Regions from separate parts of the Mus musculus genome. Here regions 1, 2, 3 and 5 are each linked to region 4. A link is a contact called in public HiChIP or PLAC-seq and Micro-C data. All regions are on one chromosome and are shown on one strand. Each heading gives the region's core, a stretch centred on a gene start, on an enhancer-like site or on the middle of the called end of the contact. The rest is flanking DNA. Distances are from core to core; before and after follow the strand shown. Region 1 has its middle 12 kb from the start of Gm39661. Region 2 holds the start of Igfbp2 (insulin-like growth factor binding protein 2). Region 3 overlaps Xrcc5 (X-ray repair complementing defective repair in Chinese hamster cells 5). Region 4 holds the start of Smarcal1 (SWI/SNF related matrix associated, actin dependent regulator of chromatin, subfamily a-like 1). Region 5 overlaps Xrcc5 (X-ray repair complementing defective repair in Chinese hamster cells 5).

Evidence for each region. A called contact is a pair of places that touch in the nucleus more often than the background predicts. HiChIP or PLAC-seq counts read pairs in DNA pulled down with a chosen protein or histone mark.
Region 1: an HNF4G HiChIP or PLAC-seq map of pancreatic cancer cells shows a contact between it and region 4. The contact joins the enhancer-like site here to the promoter of Smarcal1 in region 4. A contact is called at or near these places in 2 of 39 promoter capture datasets (the C10 cell line and neural stem cells), 1 of 15 datasets of contacts at CTCF or cohesin (the NIH/3T3 cell line), 2 of 484 Hi-C or Micro-C datasets (both in nephron progenitors), 10 of 115 datasets of contacts at active chromatin or transcription factors (differentiating embryonic stem cells, embryonic stem cells, forebrain and 4 more) and 2 of 9 other capture datasets (embryonic stem cells and pancreatic islet).
Region 2: a Micro-C map of embryonic stem cells shows a contact between it and region 4, with 4 times the contacts expected there. The contact joins the promoter of Igfbp2 here to the promoter of Smarcal1 in region 4. A contact is called at or near these places in 2 of 39 promoter capture datasets (the C10 cell line and neural stem cells), 3 of 484 Hi-C or Micro-C datasets (embryonic stem cells and nephron progenitors), 3 of 115 datasets of contacts at active chromatin or transcription factors (embryonic stem cells, extraembryonic endoderm stem cells and large pre-B cells) and 1 of 9 other capture datasets (adipose tissue).
Region 3: a contact with region 4 is called in an H3K27ac HiChIP or PLAC-seq map of embryonic stem cells, with 6 read pairs. The contact joins the enhancer-like site here to the promoter of Smarcal1 in region 4. A contact is called at or near these places in 4 of 39 promoter capture datasets (the C10 cell line, the HPC-7 cell line, cranial neural crest and 1 more), 2 of 15 datasets of contacts at CTCF or cohesin (large pre-B cells and pro-B cells), 14 of 484 Hi-C or Micro-C datasets (the C2C12 cell line, the CH12 cell line, ECoMG-derived neutrophils and 9 more), 21 of 115 datasets of contacts at active chromatin or transcription factors (the 230-238 cell line, astrocytes, bone marrow-derived macrophages and 12 more) and 4 of 9 other capture datasets (adipose tissue, embryonic stem cells, liver and 1 more).
Region 5: an H3K4me3 HiChIP or PLAC-seq map of the SCID.adh cell line shows a contact between it and region 4, with 11 read pairs. The contact joins the enhancer-like site here to the promoter of Smarcal1 in region 4. A contact is called at or near these places in 11 of 39 promoter capture datasets (the 3T3-L1 cell line, the C10 cell line, the HPC-7 cell line and 7 more), 1 of 15 datasets of contacts at CTCF or cohesin (large pre-B cells), 2 of 484 Hi-C or Micro-C datasets (the C2C12 cell line and cortical neurons), 11 of 115 datasets of contacts at active chromatin or transcription factors (the 230-238 cell line, the SCID.adh cell line, SST interneurons and 7 more) and 2 of 9 other capture datasets (embryonic stem cells and pancreatic islet).

Annotation. Positions count from the first base shown.
Region 1 is chr1:72,398,888-72,403,466 of GRCm38.p6, reverse strand. No RefSeq gene overlaps it. Among named protein-coding and RNA genes, the nearest start is that of Gm39661, 12 kb to the left of the region's middle. Within about 2 kb of position 1,631, at least 17 of the 459 cell types and tissues checked have an H3K27ac peak or open chromatin away from gene starts, as enhancers often do. A contact at or near this core is called in nephron progenitors, pancreatic cancer cells and pancreatic islet, where this site is marked.
Region 2 is chr1:72,822,284-72,827,259 of GRCm38.p6, reverse strand. It overlaps Igfbp2 (insulin-like growth factor binding protein 2), which reads right to left and starts at 2,780. Exons shown (of 4, transcript NM_008342.3): 1 at 2,296-2,780. The coding sequence starts at 2,680.
Region 3 is chr1:72,376,076-72,381,165 of GRCm38.p6, reverse strand. The region is part of intron 16 of Xrcc5 (X-ray repair complementing defective repair in Chinese hamster cells 5); the gene reads right to left. Among named protein-coding and RNA genes, the nearest start is that of Gm39661, 34 kb to the left of the region's middle. Within about 2 kb of position 2,810, at least 21 of the 459 cell types and tissues checked have an H3K27ac peak or open chromatin away from gene starts, as enhancers often do. A contact at or near this core is called in the N1E-115 cell line, astrocytes, cortical neurons and 4 more, where this site is marked.
Region 4 is chr1:72,581,540-72,586,615 of GRCm38.p6, reverse strand. It overlaps Smarcal1 (SWI/SNF related matrix associated, actin dependent regulator of chromatin, subfamily a-like 1), which reads right to left and starts at 3,365. Exons shown (of 17, transcript NM_018817.2): 1 at 3,178-3,365; 2 at 212-978. The coding sequence starts at 920.
Region 5 is chr1:72,351,454-72,356,163 of GRCm38.p6, reverse strand. Xrcc5 (X-ray repair complementing defective repair in Chinese hamster cells 5) reads right to left here. Exons shown (of 21, transcript NM_009533.2): 15 at 1,828-1,921. Among named protein-coding and RNA genes, the nearest start is that of Xrcc5, 46 kb to the right of the region's middle. Within about 2 kb of position 3,188, at least 6 of the 459 cell types and tissues checked have an H3K27ac peak or open chromatin away from gene starts, as enhancers often do. A contact at or near this core is called in the SCID.adh cell line, where this site is marked.

The DNA.
Region 1 (4,579 bases), core at 382-2,881, 180 kb after region 4:
ATCCATTCCCCAAGGACTGCCCCCCCCAGCCCCCACACCCCACTGCATACTATGACCTGTATAACCTTGCTGAAGTACACAACTGATCCCTTTCTCTCATCAGAACCAAGGGTCTCCAGAGATAATTGGTCTTTGTAGTGGAACTCATTTCTATTTCCCATCATGCACTTGTACCTCCAGGCCAACCACTTACCCCTCTGTGAGGCTGTCCTGACCTCTGCTGTGTCCTTTAGATCAGCAGCCTGCCCTCTCTCTTGATTAAATTCTGTACCATTAGTGTTCATCTTAAGTGCTGCCAATTCCAGAGGGCATCCCGTTATCAAGACTGAAGCCGACCCCCTTTTCAGTGTCTCTGAGGCTCTTCCCATGCCTCTTTCACGGGTTTGTGAACTTCTCACCCTACCGATCCATGAACTTCCGAGCACAGGCCATTCGTATTCTTCAAACTCTAATCTTCTTGAGAGCCCAGGAGTGTAGATACAGCAGGTGTTCAAGGCACGTTGATTAACTGGAGTTTACAGAGTGGAAGTGAGTGCGCGTAGATTCCTTCCTGTGGAACGGGGAAATCAATAGGGCCCTTCCTTCCCATCAACCTTTGCACGGGGTAAGATCCTTGCAGCCTACGTCTACCCATAGGGAGAAACACATCCTGGGTCCAGGAAAGGTGGGGACTATATGGTCTCTTTCCTCAAACAATCAAGAACTTGTGAATAAAAGCACACAAGATGAAAACAAGAACCAATGTTCGCAGAACACTTGATCACGCTTAGCAGCATGGCCTTTTCTGCTGACTCTGGATAAACAAAGTCCCCCCTCTCATCTCACACAGCAAGCACACAGACATACAGGCTTGCGCCTTATCTACAGAGACAGCCCCTCAGATTTCAGCTTGTGAACAGATACAAATACATACTTCCCAAACAAGGTCTTCTCCCTTTCCACAGAGTGTGTGTGTGCCTGTGTGTAGCAGTATTTCTTCACCTCACACATAGCATCTCCTAACATACACATCTTTTTTTCTAACTGCAGCTTTTTCTTTGCAGGCAAGATAAAGTTTCATTGGTTGCATGGTATACTCTCCCAAAGCTATGTCAACCGGTGTCTTAACACCCAATACCTTAGTAAGAATCAGGGTATCTGCTGATGAAATTAGTTAACTGGGATTACTGAAACAGATTGGGCTTTAAATCCAATGTGAATGATGTTCTAGGAAGCAAACTGTGGGTCAGGAAGGGAATACGGATGGATATGTCAGGTAAAGAGAGCACATGTATGTGCAGTACACCTGTCAGGGGGTTAACTTTGCTCTTCAGCTACCACATTTACATCCTCAATCTCTCTCTCTCTTGCTCTCTTGCTCTCTTGCTCTCTCGCTCTCTCTCCCTCTCCCTCCCCCCCCCTCTCTCTCACACACACACACACACACTTTCTCTGTGTCTCTGTGTGTGTGTCTCTCTCTCTCTGTCCTGAAACTCCAAATGCCCTCTCTGCTTCAACTCCTAATTAGAATCGGACTTCCCATCCCTCTCTGCCAGTGGGCGGATAGCAGTTTATGAGTGGTGATTAAGCCTCGATCAGGACACTAATAAAAATGGCCCATAAAAGGCATCCAACCCTGACACTGTTGGAGGATCCAGGGCTCAGGGAGCTGGGGGGTGGAGGGGTATCTTTAAACAAAGGAGCCAGGGGAAGGGATATGTCCGTGGCTGGCCCGCTGAGGTTCAAGTACTTAAAACACACACACAAAGCTCCTCCTATTGAAAGTCTTTGGTTCTTTTCCTCTTATTCTATTGCCACCAGCATTCTTGAGGGGCAGCTGCCCATTTTGTTGGAGAAAATGAATGTTTGGAAAAAATGCACAGAGCAAGTTGGGAACAGAGGTAAGTGCTGTGGCCTCTGGCTACTTCATGTGAGGCTCGGCAGAGCAGAGCACAAATGGAGTCCAGTATAGAGAATGCACAGAGAACTGGACAGACTAATAGTGGGACATGCTGCTGGGTGCTCCCTCTGTATCAAATATTTCATGTCATTCACCTTCATTTTCCCCTGCAATCTTGGATGTTAGGTTAACATAAATCCTGTCTGACAGTTACAGAAACGGGGGTTATCAAATGGTTGAGTGATTCATCCGAGGTCAAACAGCCAGGATGGAGCGAGCAGAGGGTGAAAACAGCTTACACTTGCTTCAAGGTCCTACAGGTGTAAGGACTGGGAACTGTAGCTTGCTCGCAGAACCCCAGCATGACACGAAGCATCTCAGGGCAAAAGACAAGAGTGTGCATGGCTATGACCTTGTCTCCATCCTTATTCTTCTAAAGCCACCAGGACCCAGTCATGGGGTGTCCGTTTTGGCGGACAGTAAGAAGCAGGCATGTAGGAAGAAGAGAAGTCGTGGTATTATCATCAAGTGGCTTTGAAACCTTGTATTCTGGAACTGAAGCCCCATGTCTGTCCTCACTGCTCTTCCAACCACCGTTACTGCGGAGGACAGGCTTCCCCCACACCACTGGTGGTCGGAGGAAGGGCTGCTCTGCCTCCTGAAAGCACTCAAACTGTGGTAGCAGGAGTCAGGCGGAGAGAGGGACCGAGTATGCCCTTCCCAATCCCTTCTGGAGTCCTGTGCCTCACAACAGATGGTGGGAAGCGCTCCAGCTCCTTCCAGTAGACTCTCTGGCAAATGTGTAGTGTGTGAGGAAAGACAGGTGGAGCAGGAAGGCTGGGAGGGCCTGGAGTTGCTGTTGCTGGCTGATTCCCTGGGAAGTGTTACTTCAATGAACAAAGCTTAAGCCACAAACAAACCTACCCGTCACTGTATGCGCAGAAAAGCTGAGGTCAGACGGCTAGACAACTTCTGAGATCCACAGTCCAGGATGTGCTTCACCTGAAGCCCACGCTGAAAGTGCAGTGAGCTAAGAGGTGAACTGGATATAAGGAGTGGCCCTCAGAAATGGGCTCCCTGTGAATGGATGAGGTCGGCCCCTTCACCTCCTCCCCTCTGCCTGCCCTTCGGCCTCCAGTCACAGGTGACACAAAAAGGCCCTTGCCAGAGGTAGGCTCCTCTGCTGTGGATTTTCTACCACCAGAACTGTAAGAAAGAAATCTGTTCTTCAGAAACAACTCAATCTCAGGCATTCCTGACAGCAACACAAAATTGACTTAAGACGAGTAGCCGAGTCAGCGCTGGTACCCAGGCATCCTCTCCTGCTCTCACGGCTCCCTGGACTGACTCAACTAGAGTGGCTTAAGTAATGCGGCCTTCCCGCTTTCCCAGTGCCTCTTACTGCTGAACTAGACACATGACAAGCTTCTACCCAAAGAGGTCGGCTGAACAGGTTTTGTTGTTTGGCTTTATCTCACCTTTTCTGCTTTACCGAGGAGGAGGAGGAAGAGGAGGAGGAGATGACAACAAGCAAACAGAGAGATGGGGTGGGAAGGACAAGAGAACCTCAGAGTTTTCACTCAGACCATTGCTCAGGGTCATGTGTGTCATATGTCTCCTGGCAGCCACCTAAGCCAGACTTCCTGCAATGAGGGGAAATTGGGCCTTATTTGCTTAAGGCAGGGCTAGCTGGCAGTCTTATTATCTACAAAGTACTCATGACTGATCTGTCTACAAAGGTAACATCTGTGCCAGGACCCCAGCAAGCTGAGCATTCCTTTCCCTCTCAGAACAAACTCTGCTCCTGTCAGATTTGCAACATTTCTAACATTTTAAAAGCTGGGGTGCAGGCTGGTGAGATGCCTTGGTGGGTAAAGGGATTTAATGCTAAACCCGGTGACTTGATTCTGATCTCTCAGACCCACACAGTGGATGAGAACTCCCTCAGGTTGTTCTCTAGCCTCCATCCACGGCACATGCAGAGAGAAGGGTGGGATGCTATAAATGTAAACAATTGTTTTAAATTGGGATGCAAAATAACATGGCCACCAGCTTTTTCCCGCTTAACATCCTGAATGGAATTTTGGATCTGGATAATACTATATTTAAAAACATCCTTTGGAGTGGGCTGTTGGATCTGTCAAAATTTTGGTTTTTCCAAAGGTCATACTGTCCTTCTCATCACTTCATGGTGGCCAGATCCAATGGAGATAGAGATAGGAAGAGTGGCCAGCGTCCCAGGCTACCTTAAACCAACACAAGCCCTGGGAACCCTCCGCTACTAAAGAACAAGGCCCCTTTGAAATGGAAATACGTCATTTGTACCAAAATGTATTTATGCTGGTTGAGTAAGTTACTTTCAAACTGTCTTTGGAGCATGTGGCACATCCGTTGGCTTATCTGCCTGCTGTGGTCTCTTAACTTCTGAGAGTACTCGTGACGGATGAAGTGTAAGAAGTCACCACTGGCCAATGGCCGGGAAGCCTGATGAGAAGCCTGTCACGGCCTGCTTGAAAGGAAACCGCGGGTGGCTGGGGTTACGCGGAAGAACATCCAGAATTCAAGTTTTGAGTCTCATACCTTCCATCAGCTTTGGGTGACCTAAAAGGGACATCCCCTTAGCCCCCACTGACCCCCACAGCCCTCAGACACATGAAGGATACTGTCTCAGCTAATGTGACCCTAGATCCATCAGTGGCC
Region 2 (4,976 bases), core at 1,531-4,030, 240 kb before region 4:
ACCAAAAGGCCCAGCCCATCACCCCTTGGGATGTAGGATCACGACCAGCCACTTACTTCTTCTACTCACTAATGTGCCCACCCCCCACCCCCTGCCTTCCTGCCATCCCCAGGAAGCCAGCAATACAGTCCCCGAGTCCCTGGGAACAAAGACAAAAGAGCTAACAGCAAAGCCGGAACTGCTGGGGTTCGCTGCGTGGAAATAAGAGGGTATGTTTAAAATTCTCAAAAGCAACCTGCTCAGAGAGAAATGCTGCTTGGGGGAGGAGGGTTCAGCTTTCAGAGAAGGCAGAAGATGGGCAAAGACGGTGGGGAGCGGCCTCCCTCATTGCTAAGGTCTGTCTGGACCATGTATAATATCTCCTTCTCAGTACAGCCTCTAGAGTCCCTGTCCCAACCCAAAGAGCCCAGAAGCCTCTACCTTTGCCTCTCATCTGGCCAACCTGGCAAAACCAGGCTCCTTCCCAAACGACCCCTTTGAGAGCCCTGCTGTGCAGCTGATCACTTCTGAGCTTCCAGCTCCCGCCCCCACCCCACCCCCTACCTTGGTTAACATCCCCTCTTCCAGACAGAAACACAAGAGAAAAATGTGGAAGGCATCTGGACCTTCAGAGAAGGCTGAGGCGGCCACTCGAATGAGCCAGCAGAACGGAGTCCCATAACCAGGCAGAAAATCCAGAGTGACATTCTTCCCATGAACTCACCCCATTGTCCCCTGGCTTCCCTGACAACCCCCCTCACCCCACCCCCATCCCCGCAGCCAGTAAGGAAAAGTGACCCAGGGAACCTGCCACATCTGTTGCCTGCAGAAGACTCCAACCTATTTAAGAGTTTTGAGAAGCAGAAAGACTGAATTTCACAGGCTTAGAATGAAAGCAACGAAGGGTGGGGAGGAAAAAATAAATAAAACTCTGAGAGGAAAATAAAACTCTGAGAGGAAAGTACACCAGATTTAGTAAAACAGTCAATATCCGGAGGATTCTGCAAGGCCTGCTGAAGAAAATTCCTCTGGGGCTCCAGAGGTAATAAGGGAGGAAGGGGCCTGAGAAGCGGAATTCTTTTCCTTTATTATTACCTAGAAACAGGAGCAAGGATCAAACCCAAGGCTGAGAGAGAAGAAACCCTGGGACTCCCCTCTGAGGAAGCTCCACCTTGCTCTGTAGTCAAGGTCAAAAATGCCTCAAGAACTACAAGACTTCAAACTTGACCTCTGACTCCATTGGGAAAGGGACAGTGGCTGAGCCAGGGAAAGAGAGGGGCGCACAAAGAAATCGAAAAACAGGGAAGATATTTGTTCTCTCTCTCTCTCCTATCTCTCTCTCTCTCTCTCTCTCTCTCTCTCTCTCTCTCTCTCCTATCTCTCCAGGCTACCCCCAGTCTAAGAAACATAGTAAAAGCCTCCTTTTAAACATTAGCTAAAATTCAGCGCTGTCCCCAAGACAATTGCAGCTTTCTCCAAACCGTGAAGAAAAAAAAGTGAACTCCTCGCAGTCAGCTTGTGTCCCTTAACTTTTTTTTTCTTTTGAGAAAGAAGGGCTCCTTAACAAAGAACCCCACCTTCCCCATCCCGTGAGACAGAAAAAGTTCCCTAGATTTAGGAGGAGGTACGGTGTGACACACACCCGCGTTAAGAGCTGTAGCTCCCCTGGCTTTCAAGCGGCTCCAGCATTCTGACCGGAGGCCCAGACGCACAGCCAGGGTGCCGGAACGCAGCTGGCCAACCGGCTTAAGTTACACAGATGGAGCCCGCTCCATTCTCCACGTGCATCCTTACCCTTCTCCTCACCTCCCAACGCCAGAAGGAAGGAGCTTCTCCATTCGATCTTTTCTCACCCGAGGTCTGCAGTGTCACCTGTGCGCGGCAGCCAGCAGCACGCCCACCGCTAAACATTCGACCGGTGGTCACTGACTCAAGTTTTGTTTCAAATGAGTTTCAAGTTCCTACAGGCTCTTCAACCCCCACCTCCACCCCCTCAGCCCCTAGATCAGACCACCTTCCTCCCCGCTAAGTCCCGTTAAGGAAGACCCTGGTGGCAAGGTATCTTTCCTCTCCTCCTTTACCCCATCAAATCCCGCTTGCTCCACCCGCAGCCTCCCTCCCGGGTTTGTCTTTCGGGTTCCCGCTCTCAAGAGTCTCCCTGGATCTGATTAAGGTCTAAGCTCTTTCTCCTCTACATCAGTCCCAGGGTCCCGTCGGACTCTCTTTTCCCACGTGAGAGTCACCAGCCAGGAGAACCCGCTGAGCTACGAGAGAGTTTCTCCCAAGCCCAAAACTAGTGCTCACAGTCCGCATTACCTGCAACCTGCTGTGGGGTGGTGCCCACGCGTCTCTTTTCACAGGTACCCGCGCCTGTGACAAGCGCCTTCAGGGGCAGCTCGGAGCCCGGGTTGGGATAGCAGCGTAGCGTCTGGGCGCAGCGCGGGATGTAGACGCCGCATGCTTCGCCCTCCTGCCGTGCGCACACGGAGCAGCAGCCGCAGCCGGGCTCTCGCACCAGCTCGGCGCAGGGCGCGTCGGGTGGGGGCCCGCAAGCGGCCAGACGCTCGGGCGTGCAGGGTGGGCAGCGGAACAGCACCTCGGCGCGCACCCCGGGGCCGCAGCCGCCCGCGCCCAAGAGCAGCAGCAAGAGCAACGACGGCAGGAGCAGCGGCAGCGCGGGGCCGCCCAATCTCGGCAGCATGTTGGCTTGTGGGCAACGGTAGTGCAGCGAGCTAGCGGGCAGGTGGCACGGCCCAGACGAATGCGGGAGACGCCTCCTTGCCTTCTTTCTCCTCCCCCGCCTCTGCCGGGTCCTAAAAAGCCTGCTTCTCCCCGCCCCCCTGCCTTCTCCCCTCCCCCTTATGGAGACCACTCCCTTCCCCCCCCCCCCGCACCGCCCCCCCCCGCACCGCCCCCCCCCGCACTCTTGCGTGAGGGCACGTGCTTGTGCACACGCCCACTCGCCCACCCTACGTTCCTAGGGGATTCAAGCGGACCCCTCTGTTCTTCCCTGGTTAGGACTTTGCTCCCTTCAGCCTGGGTTTGTCCGCTCCGGGAGAGTAAGAATAACTTGCAAGCGTGGGTAGAATCGGCGTGGAGTGGGAAAGAGCCTGTGCTTTTGTCTCCTGTCTTTTAGTTTAGTTCGATTTGGAAGGACTTAGTTTGCTCACTTCCCACGTGGCCGGCTGTGAACTGACTGCCGGGGAAACACAAAAGCAGTCTTGACCTTAAAGATTTCGGAGCTCACACCGACTCCCCACAGCCCTCGTGTTGCTAGGAACAATGACCTTGAGTGAGTCCCGCGGACGCTCAGTCCTTCTAGACCAGGCTCGTCCCAGACAGCACCTCCTAGCAACAACTTCAGTTTCCCAGCCCAGAGCTCACCGCTGCAAGTAATGAAACCTGGTGTGTTTCCTGGTGCCTCACAAACCTCTGCCCCACAAGCCCTCTAATCCCCTAGAGACCCGGGTCACCATCCACAAACGCTGCCTTATTCGCCCACCTTTACACACACTCTCCCCGCCTCCCCCCCCCCAGACGTCTGAAGACACACCCACTGAAGGGTCTTGAAAAGGTCAGATTAGACACCCACCCCCCTCCCCAGGTATTAGAGAAAGCCCTAGCGCTAGGCTGATTAGAGCTCGCTCAGGTTTTCAAATAGAAAAGAGTGGCTGCCTCCTTTGTTCCAATTGAATCACCCAGCCTAGCTGCCCCCAACCTCCATCACTCCAGCCTGGCAGGACCTTAGTTATTGACTCATTTGCCAGGGTTGTGACCTTAACAACGAGTGAGGCGTCTCCATTCCCCCACAAGATTCTCCAAGCCATCCTTTCTAATTTCTGGGCTCAGGGCCTATCTCAATTCAGCGGCTTTTTGTTCATATGTCTGTTTGAGTTTTATGCCTCCTAGAAGACAAAGTTCTAATCTTAAGAAACTAGGAGAGGAAGAGTTATGGAGGAGAGTTTGAACTTCTGTAGGAACCTCTGTGGAAGATGACTATCCGAATGAAAAAGAAGGGGGACGGGTGTGAGACTAAAGCTTGGTAATTGCGTAGAGGGAAATGGAGGGTTATCGATGGCGCATTCTCAACACCCGGACCAGCAGAAATGATGAAAAAAAATTGAAGAGTGATACTGAAACTAGAAAGTCACTTAGGCCAGAGATCAAAACCCCTGGGGAGATAGGGGAACTGGCAGGGAAATCAGCTAATTGTGCTGAGACTTGGCCTGATTTGGGCGTGTCAGGGACACAGCATCAGTGTTTGAGCAGAGGGATGGACCTCTGACAATAACGGGAGCTATACAGAATGGCGATCTAACAGAAGGAAACCAACAAAGGCTGGGGGAGGCTCCAGTTCACATCTCCACGTGTTCTGGTGTCTTGTACCTGCCCTGGAATATGTTCCTATTGGCCTCACCGACTGAGGACTCCTTTGTAGTAGAGATACCACCCTGCATCATGGTGTGCCATAAACATCCATTGTAAACTACAAGTGAGAGCCACATTGCTAGCTATATTTCCTACCACTGGCATTAAAACACAGTAAAGAGTCTGGTATGGCGGTGAGCCTTTAATCCCAGCACTTGGACAGCAGAGTCAGGCAAATCCCTGGGTTCCAAGCAGCCTGGTCTGTGAAGCAAGATCCAGGACAGCCAAGGTTACACGGAGAAACCTGGTCTCAAAAGAAAAAAAGAGAGAGAGAGAAGAAGTAAGTGGAATCTGTTTTGAATTCTGCTTATTCAATGTCATTGAATCAGTAATAAGTATGAAAATTATAAAGGCAAGAGTATCCATGCACATCCCGAGATGACCTTGGACTCACAATCCTCCTGCCTCGGTGTTTAGAGTGCTGAGATCACAGGCATGAACCACTGGGAATTTCTAGAATTTCTCTTTCTGGTGAGTCGAATCAGTGCTGATCCCTTTCCCCTTATCCCCAGTTAATAGCCAGCTTTACCCTGCACAACCCCAGATACCCACACCCCAAGAGGAACCTT
Region 3 (5,090 bases), core at 1,561-4,060, 200 kb after region 4:
GGGAGGGGAGGGGAGGGGAGGGGAGGGGAGGGGAGGGGAGGGGAGGGGAGGGGAGGGGAGGGGAGGGGAGGGGAGAGGAGAGGAGAGGAGAGGAGAGGAGAGGAGAGGAGAGGAGAGGAGAGGAGAGGAGAGGCAGAGGAGAGGAGAGGCAGAGGGGAGAGGCAGAGGGGAGAGGCAGAGGGGAGAGGCGAGGCAGAGAGGCGAGGCAAGGAGAAAAAGGAAAAGGAAAAGGAAAAGGAAAAGGAAAAGGAAAAGGAAAAGGAAAAGGAAAAGGAAAAGGAAAGAGATTTGGTAAAGAGGTAGAGAAACAGTTCAGTAGTTACGAGCACGTGATGTACTGTTCTTCTAGAGGCTGAGAGTTCTGTTCCCAACACCCACATCGGGCAGCTCACAACAGTCTCTTAATCTAGATCTAGGATAGCTGATGCCCTCTTCTGGCTCCTGTGGGCACTGCAGTCACATGCATATACACTTACACAGACACATACACACACATATAATTAAAAATAGTAAATCTTTTGAATAAAGAAATTTGGTAACACTATTTGTCAAGAAATAAAATTAAATTTCTAGAATTTTAGTGCCTAGAAATTAAGTGCCTAAAATTATACCTAAGTTTTCCTTCTGCAGGTTGTAGTAGGATGGTTTGTTTTATGTTTTTATTTGCTTGTTTCATTATAAATCTTGGGGGGGGAGGGTTGGTGGTTTGGTGGTGGTGGTGATGTTTTGTTGTTGTTGTTGTTGTTGTTGTTTTAGTTTGAACAATTCAAAACTACCTTGCTTAAAATATTCATCAGAAATGAATCCTCCAGTTCCTCCCCCAACTCTGAGACTTAGGGTAAGTAACTGTCAAACAGCACCAGGCAATGAAAAGTAACGAGCTAGCACGGCCTACCCTTTACCAATCCCAGATCGCACTGGGAAAGAGCAGCCCACATTCGTCGTCAGAATGAGCGATCATTACTGTATCTGTGCCCTTCCTGGACCTGAATATTTCCCGTGCTTCTCAGCACTGCACTAGCTCTGGGTACTTAATACCCAATAGCTGCTAGCAGGCAACATATAAATGGCTTGGAAAGCAGAAGGACATTAATAATGTTATCATTTGCAAGGCAAGCTGAAACTTGTGGCTGCCTCACTAACAAAGAAAAAAGAACCCTTCAGCATGAAAACAGCAGAGGACAATGGGAACATGCCTTGGCCTCAGCAGAAGAAACCAATGGAAACGGGACATCATGCCTACGGGCACGCTCTCCCTCATTCCTGGAGCCACGCACTGCCTGGCTGCCTGACAACTTCTGGGGCAATGCTGATATACCTATGGCTGCTATTTCCCAAAATCATGACCTCATTTGAACATTCTGTTTAAAATGTATGTGAGAGTGCAATATTAAAGCAAACTGCTTTTAAGAGTCGCCGGTGAGGGCTCGCGGCCACTAACTCTATGAATCAGAGACCTGAACACTGTTCAGCCTCTTACAAAAGACCTGAATCAGTGCCATCTACTCATTTCCGGAAGACCTTAAAGCATGCAGAAAGAAAAACGAATGAAGCATTTTCTCATCTCATATAGCAATTTCTCAGGAAGGAAAAAATATCCCCAAGAACCATTCCATTTCTCCTTCCAACCCGGAGATTATGATCTCCATTATTATAAAGCATTTGACAAATTTGAGGATTAAAGAAACACTTCCCTATGCAATTTCAGAAATCTCCCCCAATGTGTCCTCTGGCAGTAAATTAATATCCACACACTATTCAAAGGAGACACAGCACGTTCCAATGGTCGTCTTAGGGAGGTAAGTAATACAACCCTGATTACCTGGCAGGAGAGAACCGTCAACAAGAAACTCAAAGCAAACAAAGCAGTTTCTCTTTTCAGCTTGCAAAAGCAAAATAACCAAATGGCTGGCGTTTCTAATACAGTTCACGACAGCTCCTTTTGCAGATGGTTTGATAAGAAGTTCACTTAGCATTATCTCTCTAGGCACAAATAAATTTCCTTCGAGGTTAAGGACACTAATCCCAAATACCCCAAGTCCTCCATTTCTTCTGAGATGAGGATGAAGTATCTTAGGAAGCTATGGCGTAACTGTTTCTCTTTGCTTAGTTTACCAGCCACTTCATCAGCTTGTCCTAGTTCATATTTATTGTGTGACTGCTGTGTACAGGATAGGATGCAGTGTTCCTTAGGATTCAATAAGTTTAAGGTAAATCCCTTCCCTCTGAGGACTAAACAGGCTCCTGGGGAATGTAATATATACACACACTAATAATAATAACAACAACAACAACAACTGGGTGTAAATAATGAAGAAGGCTATGAATGTTATGAAATCACATGAACTTTAAATTGTTGGTGATTCAGGAGGCATCACCAGTGAACATGGTTCTTAACTGAGCAATGAAAGGTAGAAGGTGGCTTTCTTCCAGCAGCTGGCTTTTCTCTCCAACAGCCCAGGCTTAGCACATAGAGTGCTCACAACACAAGGACATGAGTTCAGCTCCCCAGCAGCCCTGTAAAGAAGGATCCCAGGGCACCTTGGCTAGGCAGTCTAGCCGATTTAAATTGGTGGGTTCCAGGCTAAGTGAGAGGTGCTATCTCAGAAGTAAGGTGAAGAGTAATAGAGGGAGATACCCCAAATTGACCTCTGGCCTCTACACACACACACACACACACACACACACACACACACACAAAGAAATGGGAAGGGAGGGTAGGAGAGGGAGAGTGCCTGGAGTGACTGGGCAAGAGTAAGGGAAGAAGGAGTCAGAGTTGGCCGGGAAGCTCTGGCGCACGGAAGCATCATGAGAGTGCATATTTGTGATGAGGGTGGAGCCTGGCTCCTTTGAAAGAATAGAATTAGAAAGGGTTCAAGGCCAAGGACTTGGAAAGGACATTTAAAGACAGACAGAGGAGTGGGAGCTTGGCAGGAAGTCAAGAAGGAAGTTCGCAGGAACATATAAACCAGGACTTGGAGCATGGGAATTAACAGAAGAAGAAGGGAGAGACTCTGTGCCCACATTTTATGAAACAGCTATGAAAGGGCCAGATGGCTCAGTGGGTAAGGGCGCTTGCCACCAAGCCTGATGATCTGACTTCAGTCCCTGGAACCCACAAGAGAAACGGAGAGAATACATTTCTACAAGTTGCCCTCTACAGGAGCACCATAGTGTGCCTGTCCCTGCGCGCGCGCGGGAAAAATCTACAAAGAAATACATAAAAACACAAAGGATCAAGTGATAACAGATTATGTTGTCTAGCACGGGAGCCCATTAAACAATGAAGAGAGGAGATACTGAACTATTTCACAAAAACCGTTTCCTTACCTGCTTATCCTGAAATATGAAAGAACACACTCATACAGACTATACTCACAAACACACTCACACTCACCAGCATTAAAGAGACAGAGACACAGACCAGTTTACGGAGAAAATACCCAAACTCAAATAAAATCAGCAAATACCAAAGCTGCCTGTCCATGCACAATGGTGATGTGGTGAAGAAGTTACACGGAGAATGAAGGCGTCTCGGCGTCCCATTTACATTTGAGAACGATACTCTCGGAACCCAAGAACCTATTCGGATTTTGTCTATCAGACTGCCTTGTCCTTTCCCCCACGAGGTTGAGAAACTCAGGCAGATAAACACACCGACCTTCCAACAATCCAGTGAAGACGAAGGGCTGGGTTTTTGTCCTTTAGAAGCAGGCAGGTGCATCTGGCCCCTGATTCTGAATTCTGCCCCTTTACCCAGACAATTTTGTGGTTCACTGACTATAATGAACCATTTAACATCAGGGCATAGCTGTGGTGGATAACGCTTTACATACTGAATATTAGAAGAGATGTGGACAAGAGACTTCCATTCCAACATTTGGGGGCAGAGCCCATTTCCCTGCCATCTTTAATATAGTAAACTGCAAAAAAAAAAAAAAAAAAAAAACCCAAAACAAAACAAAACAAAAAACAAACAAAACGACTGGGAAAACCCAGTACTTCTTCCTAGCTGGTTTATGCTTTTGGTTCCCCTGTTCTGCTGTATGAAGGAGATGCTGATAACCAGGGGCTTCTCTGCTTCTATAGCAATAACAGGGCTAAGAGACAGACTGACAGTCTCCATTCTCCCTAAGTCACAGATCCAATTATAATGCACCAAAATGTCCTTCAGAATTAGCCAGTGACTCAACACTTATTAGTAGCAAATATAAAAATTGGCCCCTGGAAGGAGTATCCATCTTAGGATACTACAGGCCATCATTTATCTCAAAGAGGCTTCAAAGATATCTATTCTAGATTCAGGCTGTACATGGGCTTAATACAGTAGTCCAGATCTTGTTCATAAGTGAAACGAGCCAAGCAACCATGTCACACTCAAAGGATTTCTAGACTCAGATGTGTTCCATCAGAGGAAAACGAGACTCCTCTTGTTTTATCTGAAATGCATACCTTCCCTCTACAAAATACCACCCCAAGTCCTATACAACAGACTACTACCCTCCTTCTCAGTGCATGGTAACAAGGGCCAGGACATCTGGGGCCACAACCTAGCCTGCCCCTTACCCACCCCTCTGACCTATAAAGATATTTTCATTCAAATGAAAGAAAGTAACTATGGGTTTTCTTCTTATCTAACAGCAAAGAGAGTGGTAGGCTCCCCCCTTGGTCACATACCGTATATGACAACCTGACAGCATCCTGGATGGATGGCTTTATTGGATCCGAGCATCATTCAGGATGTCTCCCTTCTGAATTTCCCTTCCGGCTGCACCGCCTCATGGGAAGTCTGCTTACTGCTCATTTTTCAGGTATCAGTAGTTAAATAATTTTTAAATGGCAAAAACAGATTTATATTCCTAGTGACAGTGGTATCTTTACTTTTAAAAATTATAAGGCAACAATAAAAATGTAGGCATTTAAATCAAATAAACATAATGTTAGGATATCACTAACAGAATAAAAATGAATGATGCCCATCAGCAGATAAGACTCTAGGCAAGGAGTCTTTCACCAATGGAATCGACATGGAAATTACAACCCCTGCTTCAAGCCAGAAAGTTGGAAAGGATATGTGCTCGATAATAAAA
Region 4 (5,076 bases), core at 2,116-4,615:
ACACACAGCACCTGGCAGGGGCACTGGCGCCTCAGTAAACAAGGGAACGTTCTCTCTCTGGCCGTGTACTAGCTAAGTTTAACAGCTGCTTGAGACAAAGGGAGAAGCCAGCTAAAATAGAAAAATGTAATGTGCCAATGTGCCCTCTTAATATTTATGAGGGGCTGTTAGAAGAGAGTCCAAAAATAGAAAAAAGAAAAAGCCTCATTACCATAGTGTCTGCTGGGCAGAGACTTAAACACGGCAATGAGCTCTTGGTTGTAGCCGATCTTTACCCGGAAGCGATCCCCAGTCTTTATGCACGCTCCCCGTAGAAAGCCTGTGTTTTGGGGTGTGGTTTGCAGTATGTTTGGGGGTCTCCCTTCTGTCCTAGGTGTTTTTCCCCCTAACACATAAAAGCTGTCCGAAATGCTCTGCCTAGAGGTGGAAGGCCTTGCTGCCTTGGCCTCTAACTCGGGGTCCCTGGGGAATGGTCCAGAAGAGGAAGCTCCTGTGTCCCAGGTTGCCTGGGGTTGACCCTCGCTGGATTTATAACCCAAAAGTGGTTGGTTAGAGGCTCCTGGAGGACTTGGGTTAGGCTTTGGGCAGGCTGTGGACATCTCTCCTTGGGTCTTCCATAGCCCCGTCGTTTCCTCTGCTGGGCTGGGCTGAGAACAGCGGGAGCTGTGAGGTCTCTGATCAGTAGGAAATGAATTACTGAGATTCTGTTGCTTGAAAATGGAGGCATGGCCCACTGGCTTTGAAGGCTCCGCTAGGAGATTCAGGAGAGAGCCCTGCTTGGACTGGGACGGGCCGGCAGCAGAGGAGCCTGAAGCTGCGCTCTGTGGCTGTTCTGACAACTTCTCAGCTCGACGGGCCAAAGCTTTTTGCCGATTCTCTTCAATCTTTTTCCTCTGCTCCTCTGTAAGTGGCAAGGACATTTTTAACAGGATAGGCTCATGCAGGGATGTCACCCTTTAGTTGGGAAGTTGGTAAAAGCTGGGGAAGGTAAAAAGACAAAAATAAAACGTACGTCCACCATGTTTGATTAATAAGGTTTTGTTCCAGGTAACATATTAGAAAAAGCTAAGGGATGAATTGAAATATTTTTTATAATTAAAATGAAAGCACATAGACACACATATGCACACAGACAGTAAATAGCATATTTTAAAATACTGATCCAGATGAAAAAGCAAAGCGTTATTCTAAAATGGATTGTGTTTCACTGGGGTATTTTCCCCCTTCTCATTTGCTAGCCAAAGTGAGTTAGCAGATCCCAAGAAAGTTTTACAGTGAAATCTAACTTCATTAGAATGGACAAAGACTACATTTTAAACTAGAAAGGCTAGTGGATCAGACAGAAATAGACTGGCCAATGACCAGCTTCATACCCTGCCACAATGCTTGCTCCAATAGCCTGTTTCCAACCTGGAAGAAGGAGATAGAGCCTCAGAGAGACTGCACACTAAATTTTCCCCTTGCCTTCCATCCTCACTACATTTCTGTTGAATCTGCAGGTGACCAAATGCAAGCTAGAGCAGCTGGTCCTAGAGCCTGACTTCCAACATGCAAGAGCAAAATGACTCTTGGAAAAATAAGGGGACAAAGGGGAGAACTGGGGACAAGGGTCACTGTGCCAAATTCAGACAGAAGACATAAAGGGTTAAGTTCAACTCAACCAACACACATCACCACCACTCAGAGCACAGCATAGTTCTGAACTTTTCTTGCCACATATTTGGAAAACACAGGTATTCATTACAGCGTAAGATCATACATTTATTCTGTACTGTGATTTCATTTACCCTAGACATTTTCCTATAGGCTGAACCAGTTTTACAATGCTCTAGATGCAGGGGCCTGAACACCAAATTCTCTGGCTGGGTCTGACTTAAGCCTTACCCAAATAGCACTACCTTATAATGTTACAGGATAGTTGAACTTGAGTTTCTAGTTAGGGTTTGGCCCAGCCCTTGACACATTCCCTCTGGCTGGAATACAGATATGCCTTTAGTACTCACCTTTGACTCCAAAACAATGAAGGTAAAGTTAGTTTGTAGGAGAAAGCACCCATGTTGAAAACGATGTCTAATTGAGTGGCAGACAAAGTGACGAGAATCAGAAAGATTTGACAGAATAGGATATGCCCAACTCTCATGAGGAACGGGAAGCCACTTAAGGGAGAGACAGACAGTGCAGGAGGAGAGAGTACAGCACAGGATACGGTAGAGTTGAGAGAAAGAGTAGAGCAGCAGAGAGGGAGGCGGAGGCAGTTTTACCGGGAGAGCTTTACAGAGACAGGCTGAAGAAAGAACAGGTCAGACACAGGTAAAGATAGAATGAGCAAGAGAATGAGAAGGAGCCAGAAGATTAGAACCAGATTCCTAGAGTTTGAGACCAAACAGAGCAATTCAGAGGCGGAGAGAAAAGCCAGACTGAATCAGTCAGCTGGGGAAAGAAGTCTGAGCCAGAACAGCTGAGTTGAACCAGCCAGCTAGAGTTCAGAAAAAACACGAAAGGGTGAGTTTATTCAGCAGCAAGTCTCAAGGGGCTGAAAACATTCAAGGCCCAGATCAGAATATAAGGAGGCTAGAAGCTTCCAGGACTAGGCCTAGGTTAGCAGATGGAGGCAGTGAGCCTCCCAGACAACTACAACAGGATAAAAGTTACTTTTATATTATAATGATTGTAACATAGGAAATACTCCAGTAGCACCGCCAGCCGTCAAAGAAAGCTCTAGACTCTTGACTTCAGAGGGTTTACATTTTAATCCTTGCTAAGACTCCCTTTAGACAAAGCACCCCAAAACATCTCCTCTCACAGATGTTACACTCAAGCCTGCCAGCCAGCAGCAATGAAAACTCTCAGCCTTGTATTCAACTAGGGTTATACCTACCAAGGCCTAGTATGCTGACTGACCCAGTTGGGGAGATGAGACCACGGAATGAGAGGTCCAACTAATAAACCATAAACCACAAATGCACACCACCACATAGACATTCCTCTTTGCTGAGACCTGGGCTTCCCTTCCCTTCCTGTGCACATCCTGGGTGCCTGAGAAAAGGGGACGCCCCGCCCCACTTTGCCTCTAGCATTTCCACTTGGATCTTCCCGTCCCCACTGCTCCCTCCTCTTGCCGTATTTGGTCTCGTCCGTCTCCAATGCTGCTACCTCCTTCGCAGCCCACTTTCTTACCTAGCGAGGCCAGTAAGGTGAGGCACCTTAGCAGAACAGCCCTAGACCAGGAGCGTCTTTCAGAGCCTTGCCTAGGCAGTTTTCGCTTCTGGTTGGACTGTTAGAGGAACTAGAATTCAAGCGCTACAATTTCACCCATCTTGGAGCGGGCCATTGGCATTTGAATGGCTCGGCCACCGTCGAACTACATTTCCCAACAGCCAGTACGGCCGCAGATCCCGGTCATAAATTGTGGGTGATAGTACACTTGGTGTAGGGCCTTCTGGGGTTTGTAGTTTGAATCGGAAAGCCTGCCCATTGGAGGTTGGTGAATTTGAGAGGCGTAACGTTGTGGGCGGGTCAAGGTGTGGTGCACCCTGGGAGTTGTAGCTCTCAGTTTCTCCAAACATTTAATCAGGCGTAAGGAAGGCTGAGCGTTCAGTGTCAGGGGTGTCTCCAGACATGTCAGACAGCCAGATTGATTTGATACTTAATAAAGATTTTCCTGGCACACCCGTTTCTAATAGTGCCGTCCTTATAAGCCCCAGCCGCTGCTGAGTATCTGCTTTCCTAGACCAAAGAGGAATTGAAATTTTTAGAGCCTCCATCAGTCAGCGTGCTGATCATTAATAGGAACTTAAGTTAATCCGAACTACAACCTATGAAACATAGACAGTAACTCATGTAACCCAGACTTGTCTAAGAACTCACCCTGTACCAGAGGATGTCTTTCCTGCCTCCACCTCCTACAGACTTGCACCATCATAAGATTATTATTATATCTTTTTTTTTTTTTCCTCAAAAGGCAGGATCTTAACATGTATCATTGGCCTAAAACTGACAGAGATCCTTCTCTGGAGTGCGATTAAAGTTGTGCACCACACACCCAGCTCCATTATCCTCATTTTATAAATGAGAAAACGGAACTAGGACTGGTCCACAATTTTCTCCAGGCTGTATTTAGCTACTTTGTTATTCTGATTCCAAAGCCCTCCCATCTATCAGATACTATCAAGGTTACTTGACTCCATTTCTGAGCACAGCATTCTTTCTGTCCTCCAATGGTTGAATATAATATTCTTCTATCATCAGCGTACACGGAAAGGTTGAAACGATTCTGTTTTCAAACAGAGCTCATTGCAAAGAGATAGATCTCTGAATACAGAGTTAATTGGGGAAATGACCAGACATTTAGGGAAATGTGATGTGTTTTTTAATAAGAAGAGACGATGAGGTGGACTGCAGTAAGATATCATGAACACAGGAGCTATCAAAATAGCAGCCCACAACAGGAGGAAGAGGAATGTTGCTAGTGTTGGCTATTCATGCCAACTCAAGGGGCAGGGGAAGGCTTTCAGTGCCTGAACTCTTGTAAAAGTATACTTTGTAAAGGTTATAAACCCTCAAGGCACACAAGTGGCCAGGCTCTGCCCTGCAGATGTCACTAGTGGTTGTACCAGTGTAGCTGGAGAGGGTTCAAGCCCCACCCTACAAGGAAAAAAAAATCCCACCAATCCTTGAGTCCCAGGCCACTCTGGAAATCCCACCCACCCTCTAGAAATCCTATATAAACCCTGCATTCTGCCCAGTCCTTTGCTGCTTCTCACTGGAGCAGAGGCAGCTGCCCTCCTGAGTTCCCACCTTCCAAGAAGTCTATTGTGGCAAGTTTGTTGTGTGGTGTGACTCTGTGGTATTCCCAACTGCCAGGATTCCTTTCCCTTCAGAGCTGTAACATTTTGGACAGAGCAGAGCTTTGGCAAAACACTTTGCCTGGAGAACTATCCCCTTCTGGAGCAGAGCTATAACACTTGCATTGGGGAATCTTTCCAGGCAGCTATAAGAACTTGTGTAGCAGAGCCTTTTTCCTTAGAGCTGCAACACTTACAGCTAGTATTTGAGGTAAATCTTATATCTTTGGTT
Region 5 (4,710 bases), core at 1,939-4,438, 230 kb after region 4:
AGCATGCGTATGTGTATGTATGCACACATGTATACATATTAAAACATGAACGAAAATAAAACCTGGAAAATTCAAGCAGTTACTTGGTTGCCCTGTCTCTTTTCACTTGACTTTCATCATTCAAGGTGCCTTGTCTCCAGAGGAGTCAAAAGTATTACAATCCAAGCCACTAGCCGGCCCAGCTTGAAGGTTTTATGTGGTAAAGACCACCTGTATATTCGGATACCAAACCAGTTAGGAAAGGGAGGACGTTGTTGTGTGAGGTCATGCTAAATACATTTCCCCTTAGGATGACATTAGCAACAACAGCCAAATGTTAGACCTACTAAACTACAGTTTGCTTGTTTTGTTTGTTTTTCCCACAGGGAGTGGGGGAGGTACTGCTACTGGACCTTTGGCACTGAAATTTTGGTAGAACACATAAAGATGTCCATACAGAACAAATCCACTGAAAAACCAAATCATATAAACAGATCTAAAGCAATACAACTCTTTGTCACACTGTCCCATCTTTAATCCAAATCAGTCTCCGCCCTAACCCAGCCTCTGCAGCACTTAGCTCGGAGAGGCGAGGACAAAGGGTTCCCGTGAGTGTCAGTAAACTTTACAAGAGAGTGTACCGCTTCAGCTTTGCTCGGAATCCTGCGCAGAAAAGCCCCTGAGCATGACATCTTGACTTCTCAATACTACAGAAGATGCCCACCACATCCAATCCACTGTTGAGACTTGCAATTGTTCTGAGATATTTCTGTTTGACTTTGCTAACAGGGAAAGGCTGTACATAAGAAGGTAATACACTCAGGTTCCAAAAACCTTCTCGTTAAATGACTCTCTCCATATCAAAGGGAATTTGATTTGGAAAGTCCTAGTCAAATTCTGTTTCGAAGGGGTTTTTTGGGGTTTGTGTTTTTAGATTTATTTTTTAATATTTTTAAATTACACATGTGTAACTTTGTGTGAGCTTGTGCACATAAGTGCAGGTACCAGAGAAAGCCAGGTGTTTGTAGCCATGAGCTTTTTTGCCCAGCCTCTTTGTTCCTACAATAACAACTCTGAGAGTTAATTATTCATTACAGTGCTTGGGCTTATTCTCTGACTAGTTTATAACTTATATAACCTGTTTATTTTAGTCTGTGTCTGCCATGTGGCCCTCTCCTTGGCTACCTCTCCTGCTTTCATCCGCTCATCTCCCTTCAGTCCAGGAGAAAGAAACCTCCTGTTACTGACTCTTTCCCTGAATTTTCTCTCTCTACCAAGTGTCTGCCTTCTAGTTCCTGCCTCAGTTAATACGCCACCAGCTTTTTATTGACAGGTGATGCTTCCACACAGTCCATAAGAGATTCTCTCTGTAAGTGTTGGATTCCCTGGAGCTGGAGATGCAGGAGGCTGTGAGCCACCCCATATGGGTGCTGGGGACTGAACTTGGGTGCTCTCAACTATCAGAGCCATCTCTCCAGCCTCTGAAGCATTGCATTAGAAGTCAGGAAAGATATACTTACTTCAATTTTACACATTTGGGGAATAAGACTCATATCATTAACTGTCCCCCACTTAATCCTATCATCTTGACCCAACAGAAAATGCAAAATGAAGGCATTCTGTGGTCTACATCTTATTCAGAGATCTGCTTACTATAATCCAACACATAATTCTATATGTCATTCACTATTATTAATTACTTCTGGGAAGAAAGGAAGAACGTGGGATTGGCCTATATGGTTCACATACAGAGAGGACCAGACAGAGTGGTATGTCAGCAGACTCATCAAGCCCAAACCTTGGCCTTCCTGTGGAGGGAGAGAGGGACACTGGAAAAGCTCAGTTTACCTTGGTGATGTTCCCTTCTGCCAGGCTGGAGATGCTGATGTGATCTTCTTCTTTCTCAGTTTTATATTTTTTAGCAGCGGGCCCCTCTTCATGACTAGAGGGAAAGAAACAGGTGTTTCCCCTTTACAACAAAATTAAAATGCAATCGCTAAGATATTGTATGTGGAAAGTACAGCGTTATCTTCGAAGCATCAAAAGTAAAGACGCATAACAGACATTCTATCCAAATAGCGGGTGCCTTCTCTCTGCCCTGGGGCCCTGACAGGAGGCCTTGGAGTAATGTGGGTTTTGCTTTGCAGCAATACAGAAGGCAGCAGCAGCAGCTACATCCAAAGCTGAACGTTAACTAAGAAGTTCATCTGTCCCTCAGGCGTCTTCTTGGTCCCCATCTCAGAATCCAGAGCTATAGCCTTTCATGTACATGGGTGAGCGCTGTGTTTGAAACCCCATCTTCTCCACTGTACCAATCTCTGTAAGAGCTCTATAAGCTCCTAGCTAAACATGTCAAAACTTACTAGGCAATCACAAGGTAAATATGGGAAAACTGGGGTTTTTTTTAAGTTAAAAAAAAATTTTAAGCAAACCTTTTAATCTGTTTTCTTATAGCCCTGATTTTATTTGAGCACAGCACTAACAATGTTCACCAGCATCAAGAAAAAGATGGCTCCGAGAAAGGCCATATCTTGCCTCAAGTAACAGGCTGACTTTCCTAACATATTGGCTTCAGAGACATGGGGATGCTAACATAATTAAAGGAGAACTGGAAATTCAACCCAAAGACGCTGCCTATCATCTCTCTCACAGTGAAACACAAAGATAGGAAGAATTTTCTCCCAGAGAAATAGTAGGCCAAGAGCAGCCATCAAGAAACAACTGGGGGGGGGGGGAGAAAGGAGGAACTCTTGCTCTCTTATTCTCTTGCCCTCTTGCTTCCCCTCTCTCTACCTTCCCTTCCCCTCCCCCTCCACGTGGCCATAGCCAGTCTCTACTTCTCTACTCTTCTCCCTCTCTCTGCCTTTCTACAATAAATGCCTTGAAAACAAAACAAAACATAAACAAAATAAAACAAACAAAAAAACAACTGAAATTAGTAACTAAGAAATTTCTAACTAAGGTCTAGCTAGGGCTGGAGAGATGGCTCAGTCAGTAAAGTGCCTTGTCTTGCAAGCAGAAGGACCTGAGTTTAATTTCCAGAACCCATGGCAGGGTGAGACAGAGCGAGTGTGTGAGAGTGAGTGTGGGGGGGGGGGGGCGGGGGGGGCGGGGATGTGTATTATGGGGGCAGGGTGAGATGGTGGTGTGCTGCAGCCCTAGTGTTTGGGAGGCAGAGATAGGTGGTTCCTTGGACCTGGCTAGCCTAGCCTATGTGGTGAGTTTCAGGCCAGTGAGAGATCCTAGCTCATGAAAAAAATTTTTTTAAACAAGGATGTCACCAGAAAAAGTTCTCCCTCTGGCCTCTACACATACATGTGCATACATATACAAGCATAAACACATATGCACACACATGCATACACACCAAGAAATAATCTATTTTAATTTACAAACTAAAATTAAATATGTCAAAAAATGACATGATGGTTTAAAATAAGTAACCAGTATCGTGGTATGACTAATTGGAGCTAATGAGTCACTTCACCTTGGAGGTGGTGCCGGGATCACACTCAGAATCTTGTGTGTGCCAGGCGCCATTCCCTCTATTAAAGATTTTCAATTCTATATTTCAAAATGTGTTGGCTTTCTGCTCAAATCCCCACCTTCAGACACTGAGTCCATAGAAGAGGGCACCTTTAAAATGAAGCGAAAACTAAGCACCATGCCACAACCAGCAAGTGGCTACATTAGCTGAAAAGTAGCAAGAGTTGGGGCTAGAGATTATGAACATAGGGACGGCAGATGGTTTTGTCAAGACAGGGGGAGTGCTTAGACTTCTGTCTGGCTGCTGGCTTTTTTGTTTGAGTACTGGTCCCATCATCTTAGGTGGCAAGCAGAGGGGGCACTGAAAGCAAGGCTGGTCTGCAGTCTGAGGAATCGGAACCCCTGAAATCACATCCAAAATGTGGAGTGTAAGGGTACTGATCTGGAGAGAGGCTCTTAGTGTTTATACTGAATGAGTCCATCCCAGACAAGGGGTTGGGGGAATTAAGAATCATGGCATTAAAGAACTTTAAATAGCAGTGATGTGACCCTACTTTTTAAACACACACACACACACATGCATACTCACAAATCACTTAGGCTAGGGAGATTGCTCAGGGGACAAAGGCACCTGCCACCTCACCTGACAACCTGAGTTTCATCTCCAGGGCCTAGGAGAGAATCAACTCCCACAGGTTGTCCTTGGACCCCCTATGTGTGCCACAGTGCATATTCACACACACATACACACAGAACATAATAAAGGTTTTAGAAACTCAGTGTCACTGGCTGGCAGCCTCTGAGTAGCGTAGGGAAAGGGAATCAGGAGGCACCACTAAAAAGCCTAAGGCAGGCTTAGGAAGCAGAGATGCTAGTCTACCCCCCCCCCCCCAGGAGGGGTGAGGCCAAAGGTTAACCTGCTCACCAATGGCGACTGATGTAATCAATCTTGCCTATGTAATGAAGTTTCCACAAGATCTCAAAGTGGGTTGGAGAGAGGGTTCAGCAGTGAAGAGCACTGACTGCTCTTTCAGAGGACCCAGGTTCAATTCCCAGCACCCACACAGTGGCTCACAACCATCTGTAACTCCAGTTCTGAGGAATCGACACCTTCTTTTGGCCTCTATGGGCATTGCATGTGTGTGGCGTACATACATGAAAGCAAAATACCCATACACATAAATTAATATTTCATTTAACAACAACAACAACTCAAATGAGCAGGGTTCAGACAGCTTCTGAGCA